Linked DNA regions of Mus musculus: region 1 is linked to region 2. A link is a contact called in public Hi-C data. All regions are on one chromosome and are shown on one strand. The core of a region is the stretch at or near the end of the contact, and the rest is flanking DNA. Distances in the headings are between cores, read along the strand shown. Region 1 has its middle 19 kb from the start of A730013G03Rik. Region 2 holds the start of Hhat (hedgehog acyltransferase).

Region 1 (2,921 bases), core at 144-2,643, 45 kb before region 2:
TTTTTTTTTTTTTTTAGAATTGCTTGCTCTGCATCTGCAAAATAAACAACAGGGAGACGTCTGTACTGTACTAGAGAAATTTGGAGCTTATTATGGGATGGGGAAAGAGAGACAAAAGTCCTCTCCCCAGAAGCATCCCCAAAGCAGTTGGGCAGAGCATACTGCTGTATGGTGACAGCCGGACAAGTTCACTTAGGATCATGAACAGACAGAATAAGGGCTGGGTGATGCAAGGTGGTCTCCTTTGGTAGTGTTTTCTCCAAGCTATGTGCTTAAAGTTTGTTTAAAATTAAAAACAATTTATTAAGAAGAGAAAGAGGGAAAAAAGAGAGGATAGAAGGAAGATCTGGTATCAATCTCTGGCACATATATGCACATGTCACCATGCACATAAATGCACATAAATGCAGCAGTGTCTTTTGTTACCTCTGTCACTTTGTACAAATCATAAAAACCCTCTGGAACTCAGTTTTTCAATCTTTAAAATGGGAATAATAGCAATCACACACACACACTACCGCTATACGTTGCTTAGAAGATGAAGAAGAAGAAAAAGAAGAGGAAGAGGAAGAGGAAGAGGAAGAAGAAGAAGAAGAAGAAGAAGAAGAAGAAGAAGAAGAAGAAGAAGAAGAAGAAGAAGAAGAAGAAGAAGAAGAAGAAATAAAAGAAGAAGAAGAGGAAGACAATCATGGCTCATGCAGTCAACCTTTTAATTTGGGACTTTATGTATCTATGAGATTGATTACAAATAAATATTTGTTTGTAATCCAAGTTAATATTTTCTGAGCTTTGTACAACTTGTGTGTGTGTGTGTGTGTGTGAGAGAGAGAGAGAGAGAGAGAGAGAGATCGGTGGGTACATGCGGCAGAAATGCACCAGGTCATACTCTCCTAACTGGGGTCCAATCAGGCAGGCCCTGCTCCTCTCAAGTCTCACACTGCTCTCAAATGTTCTTTTCAGCCACTTAGTGCCATATTTTAACATTTTTGAGAGTCAGGTCCACTTCACTGTTTAAAATGGTCCCAAGGTGGCACACTGAAATAGCACCTGCTGCTCCTTTGTGCAGAAAGGCTGTGACAAGCCTTACAGGTGTGACAGGGAGCTGATCAATGTGAGTGACAGAGCCAGAGGGCTATGAAGTAGATGCTGAAGCACACGTGCTAAACAAATCAGAAGCACACACATGTGTGGACTAAGAGTCGTTTGACAAAGGCTCATGAGGAGTGAGCACTGTTTAAGTATGGAATAATTCAGGACTGGCAGAGACTGCAGGAGGAGGACCACTGTTCTCAGCAGCCATGGACTCATGGATCCCCCAGGTAGCACTGGCTGCCGATCTCAGTGGGAAGAGGGCTTGAGGTGTTCCAACCACCTAGAGCCACTCATGCTCTGCCAAGAAGGTCAAAGGGCATCTCACACTGGCTGTGCTTTTGCTCTTAGTTTCTGCCCTGGCAAGTGAGAGGCCAGGGGACCTAAAGGGGCTTTCCCTGTGTTTTCTATCCTTCTCTCTGTCCCAAGGGTAAACCATTGTATCCACTCTACTTTGATCTGGGGGGGTCTCCTGAAGGGATAGATGGTGGGGTCCCTAAGGCAATCCCTTAGGTTGGTGGCTGGTAGGAAAGGCCCTCCCAGTGGGCTCTTCCCAGAGTCCTCCAGGTGGGGTCTGGAAGCAGGGGCAGAGGCTTTCTCTGCACATGGTTCTATTAGTTGCTATTCTTCAGGCTCTCTGGCCTTGAATCCCCGTTCTCTCCACAGGAAGCCTCTGCAGGCCAGAGCTGAGGCTGGGTTTAAGGAGGCAGCCTGTGGTAGACAGGCCTGCACATTTGATCTTTATCAGACCTCTCTCCACCTCAGGCCTCCTGCCAGCTGCCAGAGCCCCTAGCCAGGATCCTCCAGGAATTCAGAATCCAAGGATTGTGTTACTTTCTGATTCTATTAGTAGTGGTGATGGTGGGGGGGGGGGGTTATCTGGTGGGGCATGCAGAGAGCTTGGTGCTCAGCGGGCATCTTTGGACACTGTTCCTGCCTTTCCAGCTTTGGCTCCCTACCACCTCTCCTACTCTCTGCAGGGAAGGGTATAGGTTGTGGATATATAAACCAAAGACCAGCTTTTTTCGAGGAATAACAGTGTAACAACGGAAAGAGCAGCTACTCCTTATGTAAATGCTCGGGACCAGAAATGCTGAGGATCTCAGACCTGGAAATATTTTCAAATACACAATAAGGTATCTTGGGGATAGGAAGGACCTAAGTTTAAAAGAATGGATTCCTGTTTCAAACAGGCCTTTTTGTTGTGGAACTCAGTCCTAAGAGAAAAACAGCTGCTGTGTGTATCAGATAAGCTGTGCCTACCTTCAGGGGTCCGTCAAGATTGGGCTTGTTGATAACTGACATTCCCTCAGAGAAGGAGGGATAGAGAGGGTCACGAACTTTCACCTGACCTTACAGCTGCTCTTTCCAGCCATATGCAATCCTGGCCTAATTGCACAGGAGGGTGCTGGGGTATACAGGCTGGGAGGCTAATTGAAGCTGTCTGTGCATGTTTGGGGGAGCCAGCATGCATGCAGGGTAAAGCCCTTTCCAGAGTGTCTGCCTTGGAGTCACTTCTGTCAGTAATGCCTCTTGCAGGCTCTGCAAACAAACTCCCCCAAACCCATCGGTTCTCCAGGTAAGCTTTGGAGGGTCATACCCTGCTTAGTTATAAGCAAGGACAGACATTGCATCTGACTTCCCAGGGAAGCAATTCGAGGCACACTCATGCACATAGCCTAAAGGTCATTTCATGAAAGCTTCCTGTGCAGTGCATTCGTGTAAGGGTACTGGGAGCTGTCTAGGGGGTTGTTTTGCTTGTTTAATGCAAAGACAAAGAATTGAATGTCTGAGAAAGAAACAAGGCCAAGAAAGAGAAAGTCAAGAGCTTT
Region 2 (2,746 bases), core at 126-2,625:
GGTTATATGGGAAACCCAAGACAAGTAAAGCCCATTGTTACATTGTTCTCTGAAAGGCAAGTTAAACAAACAGGCCGACTAGAAAGTAGTCTTGAGTGACCTCAATGTATATTATTAACTTCACCCGAGAAGCCCAGCAAAGCTTCCAGTCTCTTAGAATATAAGATAATTTTGTCAAAATACACTCCCACACTCAAGTCTCTTGTCTACGTGCAACTGGATTCTGATGTTTCCATCAACTGTTTTAAATCCACGTGTACTAAGAAGTACCACTTGGAATATTCCCCGCCGGCACGTTCTTCAGCTCATTGCTTAGTCTTGCTTTGGGCTTTGGTATTGTGGGTGTTCTGCATGTGAGGCAAGGCTCCACCACTGAGCTGTGTCTCCTCTGCCAATGCTTACTTTTACATTTTGAGACAGTTTGTCAAAATCACTCTGTAGCCCTGGTTTTGAACTTCGGATCCTCCTGTCTTGGCTGTATAGCTGGGTCACAAGCCTGGAGTATTTTCTCTTACACAGATGTTTCTGATTTACATTAGCCAAACCTGACTTTATTTTATGTCTTCAAATGAGCACTGTGCACATGTAGAAAAGAGTTAGACTTAAATGGCATTGAACCCACAGTAACAGGCCATTTAGAACCTGACACAGAAGAGGACCACCTCTTCTGACTGTCCCAGAGCAGAGCTAACACTTTGGCACCTTCTGGGCCAAACCCTGGGCTTTATTACAGTGACCAGACTTGTCAGGTACCAAGGCACACTGTTATTACAAATATACAAGACATATATGTTGTATGCATGTTGGGTGCTCTCCTGAAGAGGCCAGAGCAAGGCTTCCACATCTTCCTCTTGCCTCACCTCATTTTTGTGGTGCAGGGTCTGCATTAGCCTCTAATTGGAGGCTTCCTGTTTAGACTAAGGCAGCTGGTCAGGATCTAGGGGTTCGATAGAGTCTCTACCTTCAATGACGGGGCTACAGGCACACCAGCCATGCCTGGCTCTTTACTTCAGTGTGGGGATTAAACTCAGATCCTAACACTTGCATAGCAAACCCTTACTCACTGAGCCACATCTCTCCAACCCCCAGGAACTGTTAGAAAGTATATTACGTCTTCCAAACAACAAAGGCCATATGATACCAAGAAAGTATTAACTTGGCACCCTGTGTTTTTATTTTGGGCAACCTGGCACTCCTGGTCCGGCTGTTTTAGTTGGTGCTGGGGAAGGTGGAAGTGAAGATGATTTTAAAGTCGGTTTTGCAGAGATTTCTCCAGCTCTATTTAGTCTGCCCTTCACTGGTCTAAGTCATCTTCCTGTAGCAGGGCAGGCCGTACACACCCCCGCCCCAGACTCATTCCTTTGGGGACCGGAAGAATCCTGGAGCCTGAGGTTCTGGTGGGACCCTGTGTAATGATTCGGCTCCAGTAAATGTACAGAGCCCTGGCCAATCCTGCGTTCGGGAACCCGGGCACAACATCTCAGGCCAGGCGCTCACCCCCGCGGCCTCTGACCCGCGCTGTGCTCGCGAGTCCCTCCCGGGCCGCGGCTCAGCGCGGCGGGGTGCAGGGACGCCTTCTCTCCCGCTCGCCCAGCTCTGCACACTGCGATCCAGGTGATTTCGCCCGCGCGAGACAGACAGGGGAAAAGCCGTGCATCGGGGGCGCGCGTGGAGAGCAGGAGGGGGCGTGGGTGGTGAGGCCCCGCAGGGTCAGAGGGCGCGCGGGGGCTGGCGGCGGGCGCGCGTGGAGCTGGCGGCCGTGCAGGGGCCTGTGGTTGCAAAGGCTGCCACGACTTAACCTGCGCGGAGACAGGGGGCTGGCTGGGGTGCCGCAGCAGGTCGTGGGAGGCTCGCCGCTGACGTGGGGGAGAAACGCAATAGCGTTTCCGCTTCCCGTGTCCGTGTCCGCGTGCTGGAGGGCGGCGACACAAAGGCACGGAGTCCCGGGAACCGAGAACCCTGCTGCTCCCTGCAGGAAGGGCGCCTACAGGCCCTCCCCACGCCCCCACCCGGCCCAGCTCAGAGATTTCTGTTTTCTTCGTGGTGTGTGTGTGTGTGTGTGTGTGTTGAAATTGGGCCAACAAACCCGTGCAGCAAATGTTTAACCACCGAGCCCCAGTTCTCAGTTTAAAGATCTCTTTCGCTTTCCAGAAACTCTCTGGACTTAGTTTCCCTCATCTGTTCAGTGGCAAGACTGGGAGACACCAGTTTTTATGCAGGCTCTCCTCCCCCAGATTCAACAGCTATTGGCCGCTTTTAGATCAGGGCCTTCTACGTGTGGGGACTGACAGCGTTATGCAGTGTGTCTGCTCCGTTCAGTGTGGTGTTCTATTATGTAGAGCTGAGCATCTGCTCCAGTGCCACAGGACGCGGCTCAGGGAAAGCTTTGAAGGGCTGTGCGCTTTCACTCAGGGTCTAGAAGTCCATTCTTTCTGGCTTCTATTCTTCATGTTCCGACTTCCCTGTGATTTCTCTCCCCGTAGGATGGTTTATGTGCTGGCTAAGGACAGTTCTGATGGATGTGTTGTTTTGACAGCACCCCAGAAAGACAAGCTGTGTTCTCCAAGACCCTTCAAGGCCACCAGCACCAATGAATTGTCTATGCTAGGGGCTGGGGTTTGGAGCCTTCTTTGGGGACAAAGGCTTTACCTGGTTTTTACTTGGCTTTCTCTTGGAGAGTCACCAGCTGAAGGTGAGGTCAAGGCCCTGGTTGGCAGTTGGCAAGATCTCCTGGTGATCCCAGGTC

What was found. Hi-C and Micro-C count contacts between places; a contact is called where the count stands out from the background.
Region 1: a contact with region 2 is called in a Hi-C map of liver, with 2.5 times the contacts expected there. The contact joins the enhancer-like site here to the promoter of Hhat in region 2. A contact is called at or near these places in 1 of 15 datasets of contacts at CTCF or cohesin (the NIH/3T3 cell line), 8 of 484 Hi-C or Micro-C datasets (the C2C12 cell line, cerebral cortex, embryonic fibroblasts and 4 more), 3 of 115 datasets of contacts at active chromatin or transcription factors (the SCID.adh cell line, craniofacial prominence and double positive thymocytes) and 2 of 9 other capture datasets (adipose tissue and pancreatic islet).

The regions. Positions count from the first base shown.
Region 1 is chr1:192,814,458-192,817,378 of GRCm38.p6, reverse strand. No RefSeq gene overlaps it. Among named protein-coding and RNA genes, the nearest start is that of A730013G03Rik, 19 kb to the left of the region's middle. Within about 2 kb of position 1,393, at least 29 of the 459 cell types and tissues checked have an H3K27ac peak or open chromatin away from gene starts, as enhancers often do. A contact at or near this core is called in liver, where this site is marked.
Region 2 is chr1:192,769,848-192,772,593 of GRCm38.p6, reverse strand. Hhat (hedgehog acyltransferase) reads left to right here and starts at 1,375. Exons shown (of 12, transcript NM_144881.4): 1 at 1,375-1,614.